Regions from separate parts of the Hordeum vulgare genome. Here region 2 is linked to region 1. The links are chromatin contacts, called in public Hi-C maps. All regions are on one chromosome and are shown on one strand. Each heading gives the region's core, a stretch centred on a gene start, on an enhancer-like site or on the middle of the called end of the contact. The rest is flanking DNA. Distances are from core to core; before and after follow the strand shown. Region 1 holds the start of LOC123430647 (bromodomain adjacent to zinc finger domain protein 2B-like). Region 2 has its middle 110 kb from the start of LOC123427482.

Region 1 (6,498 bases), core at 1,617-4,116:
CTTCGATATGTTACTTGCCCGAGATTCAATCGTCGGTATCTTCATACCTAGTTTAATCTTTACCCGCAAGTCTCTTTACTAGTTCTGTAATACAAGATCTCGTAACTAACTCCTTAGTCACATTGCTTGCAAGGCTTGTTGTGATGTTGTATTACCGAGTGGGTCTCGAGATACCTATCCGTCACACGGAGTGACAAATCCCAGTCTTGATCAATGCCAACCCAACAGACACCTTTGGAGATACCTGTAGAGCACCTTTATAGTCACCCAGTAACGTTGCGACGTTTCATATACACAAGGTATTCCTCCGGTGTGCGGGAGTTGCATGATCTCATGGTCATAGGAACAAATACTTTGACATGCAGAAAAACAGTAGCAATAAACTGACACGATCATATGCTACGTTTATAGTTTGGGTCTTGTCTATCACATCATTCTCCTAATGATGTGATCCCGTTATCAAGTGACAACACTTGCCTATGGCCAGGAAACCTTGACCATCTTTGATCGACGAGCTAGTCAACTAGAGGCTCACTAGGGACACTGTGTTGTCTATGTATCCACACTTGTATTTGAGTTTCCAATCAATACAACTCTAGGATGGATAATAAACGATTATCATGAACAAGGAAATATAATAATAACCAATTTATTACTGCCTCTAGGGCATATTTCCAACACCGCCGAAGACTACTACTACCCTGACGGAGCTTACTACTACGTGGAGGCTGCTCACTAGTTAGGAGGCTCCCACGCACGAAGCCTTGCCTTTTTGATCCGATGTTATGTTTGTGCTAGCCTTCTTAAGGCAAAACTTGTCTACTTATGTCTACTAAGATATTATTTGCTTCCTTTGACTCGTTTGTATTCGAGCTTATGTATTCCAGCCCTCAAGGCCCCTGGCTTGTAACATAAAGCTTGTATGACTTCAATTTGTGCCTAGAGTTATGTTGTGACATCTTTCCGTGAGTCCCTGATCTTGATCGTACGCATTTGCGTGTATGATTAGCGTACGATCAAAATGGGGTCGTCACACCCCATGATCAGTCTAAGAGTGTCATGAGAGCGGAGATCGAGATCACCCACACTTGCCGATAGGAAAACTCAACATTGGCAGGAACCCGAGGGAGTAGGCCTAACCCTAACTGCATAAGGTTGATACTTACCATTCAATTCATTAGATAGTTCATTCCATAGTTGAATGATGTTTCACGCCCAAGCCCAATTACACTTCCAAAGCCCGACAACACTACCAATGCAAGCCATGACAAATTCCCCTAAAATGGAATGAAAATATAAACCAACACATGCTTTGATGGGGGCAAGTGATCGGTGAGAGGCAACGAGCCTTCGCTCAAGGGTACGTACGAATGGCCCGGCCCAAGTATCCTTCCTTTGCTCGTTGTTTTAGGTTTTTACTTTTTCATACATGCAAAATTTTCAAAGATGTTAAGAATTTAAAAATTCATTTAAATTTTACAAAATGTTAGGGATTCCAAATTTTCTTAATGATTTCAATTTATTTCTATGTTTTCCAGAATTTGTTCACATTTTCAAAATAGTTGATATTTTGTGAAAGATGGTATTCATGTATTCAAAAAATGTGTATTTGCTTCTAAAAACACAACTAAAAAACATTGGGATTTCATTTTTTATTCGTATTTCTTTAAAAATCACATTTAAAAAATGTTTTGAAAATCTGTTCATTTTTTCCAATTTTTTGTACACTTTTCTATAACATTGTTCACGATTCAAAAAAAATACGGAATACGGCTTTTCTTGCAATTTCAACAGGAAATATCGTTTTTGATACATTTGTTCATGTTTTAAATAATTCTTCACGTTACAAATTTGTTTAATTTTCATATTTTTTAAAATGTTGACATTCTGAAGAAAATTGTTCACGTTTAAAAAAAATCATTTTTCCAAAATAGATTAAAAACAACAAGTGTGTTTTTGGCTGGAAAAGAGACTAAAAAACTGTAGAGTATAAAATAAAATAGCTTTGTTGGCAAAGCGGGCTGGCTCATTTGTGTAGGCTTCAGCGAAGCCACTTGTAGTTGACTCTTAGCCCGGCCATTTTCTATTTGGCGCTTTAGGCGCTAATTAACGTAGAATTTTGTTAACTGATGCCTGCAGGATTCTTAAATGGACCGTTCCATCTAGACGTCGGGTGATGATTTTTTCTTAAAAAATATAAGAACTTCTTTGAATATTGATGATCTTTTATGGATGTATATTTTTTAAAATTGATGAACTTTCTTTGAAAATCGATGAACCTTTAAATTCTATGAACTTTTTTAATACCAATAAAATAATTAGAAAATTGATGAACATTGTTTTGCAAAAGGATGATTTTTTTTGAAAATTAATGAACTTTTTTAAGATTTATGAAGTTTCTATTCGGTTCTTTTTTTTCAAAAATACATGATTTTTTTTTCAGTTTCTATGAGATTTATTAGATTAGTGAAATTTTTATAAATTTATTGAACTTTTTCCAAATTGGATGAATTTTTTGCAATTTCAATTAACTTTTTTTGAAAATTGTTAAACTTTTAAAAAAAATGATGATCCTTTTTTAAATATATGAAGTTTTCCTTCAAATGGATGAATCTTTTCTTTAATTTGTTAATCATTTTTTGATTTCATATTCTTATATTCATAACAAATAGAAAACCTGGATGTTTTTTCCTATTGTATCAACAGGAAAAAAACTGGGCATGCTAGTGCGCGGGCCCAGGCAAGCGACGCTGCAGGCGCCGGATCGTTAACGGGCGCAGCGCTGTTTTCTTTTTTTTTGATCTCGGCCCTCGGCCTCGCATCTCGCGCACTCTCGCTCCATTAAAAGCCCAGCCGTGCCCCGTACTCAAAGCACTCTCGAAACCCTAGCCGCCACCTTCCACCAAGGCACCAACACACAGCACCCATCACACCTACTCGCTGACGGCGGACGGCCTACGCCATGCAGCGCGCCGCCGTAAGGGTTGCTTCCCTGGCCACCCGCCGCTTTGCTGCGTCGGCCACCCGCCCGGGGCTCCCAGCTGGCCCGGCGCCTCTTCGGTCTGCCGCGGCGGTGGTCAACGGCACCACGCGATTATCCCTCCAGCCAACTGTTGCTGCTGCCGCGGCGGCTCTGTGTGCCCGGCGCGGGTACGCCGGCAGTTCTCCCAAGGCGAAGACGGTCAGCGAGGAGAAGGAGGAAGACGAGGAGGAGGAGGACGAGTTCGAGGATATGTCCTGCGACGAGGACCTCGACGGGGACTCCTACTCCGACGATTCGGACGACGATGATCTGTATCCTTCCGCAAGTGATTAGGAGGAACCAGTGAAGAAGCGCGGGTGGTTGAGATAATTTCTGTTGTTTCGTTTCTTTCTCGAGGTTGAGAGAAAAATGGAAGAAAGAAAAATAAATTTGCTTTTAAGTTCTTTTTCTGAGACGGCGTTTAAGTATTTACTCTTGGTGACTTTTCTTTCGCTTCTTGTTGGGGGCAAGAAAATTTGAAACATGAGATTGAAAGTTGTAATGCATCAAAGATGTGCACGTTTTGTACGACAAATCTGCAAGGACACCAGGTGTGAGAGCATCCACTTGGTTGGCCGCACGATTCGGAAATTTGCGTATACGAATTTACTACCTCACATAGGTCTATTACTTAGACATGTTTTAATTGATAATTTAACTATTATACTCCCTCCGTTCCAAAAAAATTATCTTAGATTTGTTGAAGTATAAGTATTTAGTCACAATTTTGGTACGAAGGTAGTATTTGATAAAAAATGTATATTTACAAACTACATTAGCTTAAGAATCTGATGATATATTTTTGATGACATAACTTATATTTAGTTGATCAAATCGATGATCTAGGATTATGGTGCGACTTCGAATTATGATGCGACTTTTGAAGGACGGTCGAAAATGGTATTTTTAAGTTAAAAGAAATCAAAAAACTTATACTCCCCCCGTTTCAAAATAAGTGTCTTGAGCTTAGTACAATTTTGTACTAGAGCTCGTACAAAGTTGAGACAGTTATTTTGAGACAGAGGGAGTACATATTTGTGACAGTTTGTAAAATTTCGTTCAAAAATATTATGATTTGCAAGATGTGCAAAAAAATCCTGCCCAAGAAACTTTACCTAATCAAATTTTATCAATGATTTTGCAAAAAGCCTCTGTGTTTTATCATATTTAACCCGTAGTCCTTTTCCTATTTTAGGTTGTTATAGAAAATGTTTTTACAAGAAAACGCTGCATTTTTTAGAGCCCAATAAAAGCATGGTTAATAGTATAGCCAACTGCTGGCTATAAGCAGTCTTATAGCCCGTCTTATAGCTAGATTGTATAATAGTTAGCTATAAAAGAGTACTACTTTTATCATATATGATCCACCTTTCATTCTCACAAAGCATATAGGAGCACGTGCTAGAGCTGACTCTTCACGAAGAGTCCGCTTCTCTTCTCTCTCCTCTTCTCTCTCATCCAACTCAATAAAAATATAGTATTTTAATCCTTACAACCTGCTGACTGTACCTTATTGTACTTGCTCTAAGAAGCAGCGGGTTCCAGACGTGACGGGGACGAGAGCTCTCGTGGAACGGCGGTCGTCGGCCAGCCGGCTCATAGCGCGACGAACCACGTTCTCTGCAGGGCTCTAGGCGCATCATGAGAAAGTATAATATTTTTTATGTTTGGGTCAAGTCTTAATAGTGCAAAGAGACATTGAAATGAAACACAATCTTTCAAATCAAACAACCTTCAATAAAAAAAATACATAATCAAGATAATAAGAATTCAAATATTTTTATAATTTTATAAAGTACCCTCTCTATTCCAAAATAAATGTCTCAACTTTTTACTAGCTCTAATACAAAGTTGTATTAAGCTTGAAACATTTTTTTAGGACGGAGGGAGTAGTTTAAATAAATTATTAAACTCTCAAAGAATATGTAAGAACATCTCTAACAATCGGAATACTCGTCCGAATGTATTTTACCATCCGACGCAGGGCTGTATCGGTCCGTCGACAGGTCTGGACCTACTTTTTTGTACCATAAAACGAAAACAAACTCGAAGAGGGGCTTTGCGGGCGTCCGGATCGCTGCGAGGCTCTTTTCTAACTACCCCGACCCATGCAAAATCCACTCTCTTGTGTGTACCCCTTCCACACATCGGCGTCGCATTCAAACTCTCTGAGAGCGACGCGACCTCTCACGGGGGCTTTGACATTGGAGCGACGCGTCGCCCGCTGTTTCTTAGTGCATGCGACTCATTCGCGTTCTAATGACAGTGTAAGTGCATCAAGTGCCCCTTAGTGATTTTGGTGGTTTGAAGACTTATAGGTTAAGTATCTAATGTGTTCATGAGTGTACACATGATCTATAAGTCGCTGAGGAGTTTGAAATATTTAATGAATATCGACCCCTAAAAATGTATACCTTCGGCTGAAGAAATTGGTGTGAAGCTGAAGAATTGAATCGCGAAGAATTTGCGATGAAATTGATATTCCTCATGAAGATATTGAAATTGTAGAATTCGGTGTGTCGTGAAGAAAATCAATCTGAAGACTTTGAAGCATGAAGATTTATCCTTTTTGTTTTATTTTCTTCACACTTGAGTAATAGGAACACCGTATTGTTAAAGGGGGTCAAAGTAACACTTTGGAATGAATTTCCACATGATGCTCAACCCAAGCCTAATCCTACCAAAAGCCTCAAGTTAGGAATATGAGTGACATGAGGACTCTCACAGTCGAGGGTACCGACCGTTACCGATAGTCGCGCCACATCATTGGTCTTATCCACACCAACGATCATATTATTTAAGGGCATTAATGTCAAATCATGTTGGGATGCTCCCAGGCTATAATTAACCGCCCCACAACCATTAGCTGGTTGGTTGCTCCGTTAGAAACTGACACTTGTCATAAGAGCAACCCAAATTCCTTAGAGTCTTCGAGAGTAATTCATCAGTGAGGAAATACCCCAAACACCAAACCACAAACCGAAACCAAGTGATTGAGCATCACTAAAGAAGTTGTTCCTGTGTGGGACTGAAGCCTTTTACCTTTGAGGACTGTGCATCCTCCAGACGGTTAAGCGTCATGGTCTAGAGCAATCCAGCAGTCAATTGTGGATCGCGAGGTGACCAAGTTTGTGAGGGTTTGGAAGTCTGCCCTGAAGACTTACCACGAGTATTGGGCGAGGACTATGTGTTCTTAGCCCAAGGAGAATACGGTAGGGAGTGTGTGTCCCGGGACTGTGTGTCCTTTGGTTTCAATACCAAGCCACTCCAAACCAGATGTACAACTCTCACAGCAGTTGGAACTGGGTCATCAACCATTGTCTTCACTGTGAAACGGGTTCTATTTGCTCAACTCTTTATATTCCTCAGATTGTGTGTTGATGATTTTCACTGTCACTGTTTGAAGAATTTGCTGAAGACTATCTCTAAAATTCCTCAACCCCAAATTCTTCACGCGAGTTAATCCTCATCTGTTT
Region 2 (7,165 bases), core at 2,580-5,079, 380 kb after region 1:
TCCCAAAGATGGTGAAGTGTTATGTAGTCGACGTTCACATAACACCACTAAGGGAATCACACCATTTATCATCAAAATAACGAACGAATATCAACTTCACATGACTACTTGCAACATGACTTCTTGCATGCTCAGGATCAGAGAGGTATTAAATAGCATATTGGATATGTACATATGATCTTCCATCAAATAAACCACAAAGCATCAACTACAAGATGTAATCAACACTACTTATCGCCCCCACTACCAATCTGAGCTTCCGGTACAAGATTGAGCACAAGATATGAACTAGGGTTTTGAGAGGAGATGGTGTTGTTGAAGATGTTGATGAAGATTGGCCTCCCCAAGATGAGAGGGTTGTTGGTGATGATGATGAACTCGATTTTCCCCTCCGGAAGGGAAGTTCCCCCGTCGGAGGGCAAAAGTGCTCATACCCAAGTTCCGCCTCCGGACGGCGGCGCTCCGTACCGAAAGTCCTCTCCTGATTATTTCAGGTCAAAAGTGAATATATACCACAAGATGGTCGCGAGAAGTGGGTTGGGTGGCCCACTACCCACCAAGTCGCGCTAGGGGGCTGGCGTGCCCTGGTGCCTAGTGGCCACCTCGCAACCCCCCCTCTAGTACTTCTTTTCTCCAATATTTCTTATTTATTCAATACAAATTCCTCGTGAAATTTCAGCCCATTTGGAGATGTGCACAATAGGTATCTCTGACGTAGCTTTTTCAGGTCAAGAATTTCATCTGCCGGCATTCTCCCTCTTGGTGTAAACCTTGCATATTATGAGAGAAAAGACATTAGAATTACTACATAAAGTGGTATAATGCATCGTTAGGAGTGAGGTGGTGGAGTTGCGCCCTGTAGAAATTGAGGAAGACATGGAAAAATGGATGCGGAGGCAAGGTGAAACCTCGCTCGATTTGAGTCACCACGAGGACGGCTCGAGCTTGCTTTCCTCCGGTAGTCGCCAACTCCTGGCGTCCACGAGGCCTTGGCTTTGCAGCTCTAGCAGACGTCCCTTGGCGAGACGAGCCTTTCTTCACCCGCTCACCATGGATTTGCCCCTCTCGCACCCCGGCACTTGAGGAGGATCCGCGCGAGCCTTTCTTCTTCCGCTCGGCATTCGCAGTTGCGCTCCTTGTCATCCTCCGCGATCGGGTCGGACTTGGAGGAGAGGGAGCTAGGGGAGGAGTGAGTTTGCAAACGGGCGGAGTGGCGGAGGAGTCGAAAGGAGAAGAATCACATCTCGTTCTCTCTCTCTCTCTCTATATATATATATATATATATATGTGTGTGTGTGTGTGTGTGTGTGTGTGTGTGTATGTGTGTCTCTCTCTCTCTCTCCCTCCCTCCCTCTCTCTTTCTCCCTCTCTCCCCCTCTCTCCATCTGTCTCCATCTCTCTCTCTCTATCTATCTATCTATCTATCTATCTATCTATATCTATCTATCTCTATCTATCTATCTATCTCCCTCTCTCTCTCCCTCCCTCTCTCACTCTCTCTCTCCCTCCCTCCCGTGCCCTCCCTCTCCCTCCCTCCCTCTCTCTCCCTCTCCCACTCTCTCTCCTCCTCCCTCCTCTCCCTCTCTCTCTCCCATCTCTCCCCCTCCCTCCCTCTCTCTCTCCCATCTCTCTCCCCCTCTCTCCCTCTTTCTCCATCTCTCTCTCACACACACTCTCTCCCTTCCTCTCTCTCTCTCTCTCTCCCTCCCTTCCTACCTACTCTACCTCTCCCCCTCCCTCCCCTGCCCTCCCTCTCCCTCTCCCTCCCTCCCTCTCTTCTCCCTCTTCCCCTCTCTCTTCCCCTCTCTCTCTCCCTCTCTCTCTCCCCCCCTCTCTCTCTCTGGTGGTCGGTGTACTCCAGGTCGGTGTATTTGCAACCGTCAATCAGCGAATGGAGCTAGATCCTGCAAACAGTTCCCCCTGAGGCACGTGGCAAAAATCTTGGCACGATATTCGAGGCACCGCGCCACTTTCCCTACTAACTGTGACACAACCCCTTTCACGCGCACGCGTGTCGCCCACGTTTCAACCCCATGATAATTTTTGTGGTGTTTTGCCGTTAGTGGATCCCATGTCCACTTACGAGAAGCGGAATGTTTCGATCCGCTGAATACCCCCCTACGGGGCCCGGTTCACTCGGACGCATACGAACGTGATCAAAAGAGTTCCCCTCGGACGCGAGAAGCATCAATCCTAGCTCTTGACCGATCACTCGGAGCCCCTAGCTCGCGTATACCCGAGTCGTTAGGATGTCTCTCCCGAGAGATGACCGAATGCCACCGGGTGGTGCATAGATTCCAAGCTAGTCTAATCATTCGGAAATCTTCAATCCTGGATATGTTGTGGCATCATCTTGGAGTGAGTGTGAAAGCCCCGAACTACTTTCTAGACGCCTTCGAAGCGGGGGAGACACCCCGAAGTGTCTTTTACTCGATCAATTAAACCTCAACCGATTCCGAGGCTACTGACGGAGTCACCTACCAGGGGTAGCATCATGGACCACACATCTAGGGCCCACCTAGGGCACCACACAACCATGAAAGTACGAGGACTATCGATGCATACTCAGGTTTCAATCGGACCCATAGAGTCATTCGGACGTCTTCCAGTCAGTCTGACATGCACCGGCACTTGGAGAGAGGCAAGCGTGGACAACGTGGTAGCTTGAACGGCAAAGGGACTCTATGTCATACATGAAGTGCAGTCAAGACCAGCGTTACGAGTAACAGACATAGTTAGGGTTGCAGTTTCTAGTAACGCTTGTAGTTACTCACATTAAATGCCCTTGTAATGACGTTCAACGGGTCCTGACGAACTCTACATAAGCCATCCCCGAGCTGTGTGACAAGGATTCACCATCATGTGTAACCAGACATCCCTAGAGAAAAATAAGCCGCACGAGACGTGGGGTCTTTACCTCCTCTCAGAGGGGTCCGAACTCACTAAATCCGAGTGACACTTGCATCGTAGCTAGGCTCCTTCCCTCATTCATACCCCTAGTATTCATTGTCAGCATCATGCCCACGACAACACCCGATTTTCATCTTCGGTCGTCTTCACTCGCTTTTGGCTTACTCCCTCGCGTGCGAGCTGCATCGATTTTGCGCCCACTGAGCCTGTCTCGTTGCAAACCTACTGTTTCCAAGGCTCTATGCTGCTTTCAGGTTCGTACCGATGCGAGCAAGCCCACCATGTATGCAAGCAAAATCGTTTTTCTTTTAACCCAACTCAACCTGATTGAGGTGGATGCAGCTACCAACCACGTCCTAGTAGTATACGACCGTATACGGAGTGTGTGGTACGACAGACATGGATACAGCGCGTCAAAGCATGCGTCGTAATCCGAAGGCGGTGGAGAATATATGTTCCGAAAAAAGACACCTGCCCTTGATGGATTTACTTTTCCTACATGAGTCAGATCGCCATGTGAGAATCAGATATGCGGCGAAAATGCGAGGAAGACTGGCTTTCCAACAAAGAACGGCCGTCCACTCTAAAAGAAAACGAAGAACGGTCTCGGCAGATTCCAAACATCTTCTCCGCGTACATACCCGTAGCATACGCGCTTGAAGAAATCGAACAGTACGTACTACGTCTTTCCTTGACTGACGATCTCTTCAGTCCGACATCAAATCAGAAAAAGGAAAAGGAAGACGGGGACACGATCGGCAGCCACAAACATCCCCAAACGGCCGCGGAGGATTTATAACCTAAGTGGATTCGCTCGTCATCAGAAGGAAACCCCGTTCTCACGTTTAATGGAGCCCAGCCGTGGCTAGAGGAGGAGAAGCTAATATAACAGCGGCGCCCGACAGCGCGCCCCGGATTTCAACTCCGGGTCGTAGCGGGGGAGAGCGTCTCCAAGTGTCGCGGTCGTGACCTCACCTCTCCTCACCGTCTCCACTTTGACGCGGGAGAGCGCGCACGCACTCCTCCCCGTAGTTTCTCGGCCGGTCAGCCTCTCCCGAGTCAGAGGTCGCGAGAATAATAACCTGATGGAAGATGGTGGTGGTGGTGCGGTGCTTGAAGGTCAAATCAAATCCGCCGCGTATCCGGCCCCAACCATTGCGCCGCCTGTGCATATTCTTGCACGAGCCGGGACACGGCAAAAGCCATAGCCCATAGCAGTCACGCACGCACGCACGCACGCACGCACCCGCAGCAGGGATTGACCTGTGCGCACGCACGGCCTTCCTGCGCCGCGCTCGCCTCGCCAGCTTCGTCGCCGTCTCCCGGTGGAGGCGGCGCAAGGCGAGACCGGGCAAGACGGGGCGTGGCCCAGGGTGTGACCGGCCATGTCAGGGTGCCCGTTCGTCGCGACGGAGGACGAAGGTGGAGGTCGCTTTCGCGGGTCGGGTCGGACTCGGCGCTGGAATTTGACATACGCCTGCCTGCCGATCAGTTCCTGGCGCTAATGCGGTCGGGGCCCCGCGTTGATGGCGCTCTCCCGCCGCTCTCCACTCAGGCCCGCCTACCCGATTCCCATTGTCTGTCTGCGACTCTGCGTCTCTCCTGTTTTTCTGCCGATCTGGAGGACAGTGAGTGTTCGCGCGAGAACGGTCGCCGGACCGGGGCAGGTGCAATGAGAGCTAGTCCCGGCTACATTTTCTTCTTTCAAAAGTGCCGTCGTTCGATCCCGTTGGTGAAGAAGAAAACAACCAGCTGTATTTGAGGGTCTCTCCTGTTTTTCTGTCGATGGGCTGGAGCAGGACGACCCCGAACGTTTCATAGCAACAGATATTCATGTCGTCGCATGCATATGTGCGGAAATCTTTTTGGGTTTTTTAGTTTTCAAAATGTTTTATTTAAAATAAAAAATCGACAGGAAATCCGTCGCGGTGAGAACTTCGAAAATAGATCTCATATTGATACGTTTCGAAGACTTTTTTTTTCTTATAAAAGTTGTCATATCTATTGCACAGAAATTGTCATGATGTTTGCACTTAAGTTGTCATGATATGTTTTAACTATTTTTTATTTTACTTAAAAATAAATTTTGACATCTTATAAAAAAGATTAAGAAACTAAACTTGATATGATGAATTACTAAAATTTGCCATGGTCCACGAAATAATTTTGACATGGTTCAAAATTAAAAATAAAATTGTCATCAATTACTTTTAAAATGCATGGTCAATGACTTAAATTTGTCATGACCCATAAAATAAATTTGCCATGGTGAACTACTTAAATTGGCAATGATACATGCACTACAATTTGCCATGGTCCATACAAAACATATTTTTCATGGTCATAATACTAGAATTGTCATGGTCAAAATACTAAAAGTGTCATCTTTTGTAAACTAAATTTGACATGATGAATCACTAAAAAGATGTCGAGATCCATGAATTAAATTTGTCATGATTGATTACTAAAAAATCCATTGTCAATTAATAAAAATTGTCGTAAAAAGTAGTTGAAATATAATAGTAGCGTGAAATATAGAAGAAAAACTAGATGAAACATGTCATAACAATTTTAATGTAAACGCTATGACAAATTCAGTGTAAACATCATGACAATTTTTTATCAAAAATAGTCATTGAAACATATTAATATGGAATCTAGTTTTGAAGATCTCGTCGAAACGGATTTAATGATGAAAATGAATTTTTAATTGGATTTTTATGTAAGAGATAAACCATTTTTATGTCCGAAACACAGATAGATTCCGCTCATGTTATATGTTTGATGTGGTGAGATGGATAGTTATAGAAACGTGTGGATCATGTTACTTCGTGCCATACATGTGACAATTACCATTGGGGAAAAGAAAACACCCAACTGCATTTGAGGGTCTTTGGAAGATGTCCATAGAGGTACGGGGTGCGTTTATAGAGGTCCCAACGCGCACGGGGTGTGTATGTGAGTGTTTGTTTTTCTAAATTATGTTTCTAAAAGAAGTGCATTGGGAGGGGTCAGCTTGATGTCTCGCGCGCCATCATGCTAAACTAAAGGCTAGACAAACAGAAATGCAATTCGACTCCTCGAAGCACGTGCTCCCGCCCATGAAAAATGTTTTTTGAAATGCTAATAAAATCCCAACAAAATCTTTATGTGTTCTTTGTCACATTCAAATGCAACCATGAATTTTCCAGGTAAAAAGGTTATGCATTCTGGCATGTGCAAAGAAACAAATGAAACGTCAATTCTTACTCTAAAATGTCACACACAAATTCATTTTTTCAACTGACGAAACACCATTACTCTCTTTCGCATAAAAAATATCAAGTATGCTTGTCACACTAACACGAACATCCAAAAAAATAAATAAAAATAAATGAAAACAATTACTATCATTTTTGGGCTACTGTTTATTTGGGTGCAAATGCACCCGAAATCTAAATCACATCCCCCACACACAATTAAACGAATATAAGCATACACCTTCTCACATGGGCGGGTGTGTTTACCTCCCTTGTTTGTCTACCTCCCCTGTTTATTGTTTACGACATTCTCTTATTACGAGAGGAACAGGGGAGGTCCTACTCGATGCCTTTACCGTTGATTCTTGATCTGGTGCCCACGCAGAAGATTGATTGGGTCAGTTCATTAAAGCACGAGTGTTTTATCGCAGGTTGCACCTATTCGCACGATCTTAGGGAACAAGCTATTCTCCGCTCTCTGCGGCAGCCAGCCGAGCTTTCGCACATGCTTCAAAAGACAAGGTTGCTATATGAGCCGGACCGTTAACGGGTTGCAATGATCCCGGTTGTGGGAACTTTATCAAGATTTTCACACGCTTTTTTTTTTGTTTTGAAAAACTTTTTAGAAGTTTCCTGAATTGTTTTTTGTTTCCTTTTATTTTACTCTTTATTATAACAATTTTCTGTTTCAAAATATATTTTGGATTTTCAAACCATGTTCTGGATTTTCAAATAATGTTTGGAATTTTCAAAAATCATTCTTCAAATTCAAAAAATGGTTTTCCCTTTTCAATTTTTTTACCGGAATTTTAGAAAATTGTAATTCAAATTCGACAAAATGTTTTTGTTTTTTAAAAAATGTTTGGATTTTCAAAAAATGATCTGGATTTTCACAAATTATACATTGAATTCGAAAAATGCTTTGGATTTAAAAAGAACTTATCTGGATTTTCTAAAAATGTTCGAGATTTTCTAAAATGTTCTCGGATCTCGAAAATTGTTCTCCAAATTCGAGA

Evidence for each region. Hi-C and Micro-C count contacts between places; a contact is called where the count stands out from the background.
Region 2: a Hi-C map of seedling shows a contact between it and region 1, with 3 times the contacts expected there. The contact joins the enhancer-like site here to the promoter of LOC123430647 in region 1. A contact is called at or near these places in 1 of 6 Hi-C or Micro-C datasets (seedling) and 1 of 1 datasets of contacts at active chromatin or transcription factors (embryo).

The regions. Positions count from the first base shown.
Region 1 is chr2H:587,076,431-587,082,928 of MorexV3_pseudomolecules_assembly, forward strand. LOC123430647 (bromodomain adjacent to zinc finger domain protein 2B-like) reads left to right here and starts at 2,867. Exons shown (of 1, transcript XM_045114501.1): 1 at 2,867-3,533. The coding sequence starts at 2,963. The coding sequence ends at 3,316.
Region 2 is chr2H:587,455,997-587,463,161 of MorexV3_pseudomolecules_assembly, forward strand. No RefSeq gene overlaps it. Among protein-coding and RNA genes, the nearest start is that of LOC123427482, 110 kb to the right of the region's middle. Within about 2 kb of position 3,830, at least 3 of the 3 cell types and tissues checked have open chromatin away from gene starts, as enhancers often do. A contact at or near this core is called in seedling, where this site is marked.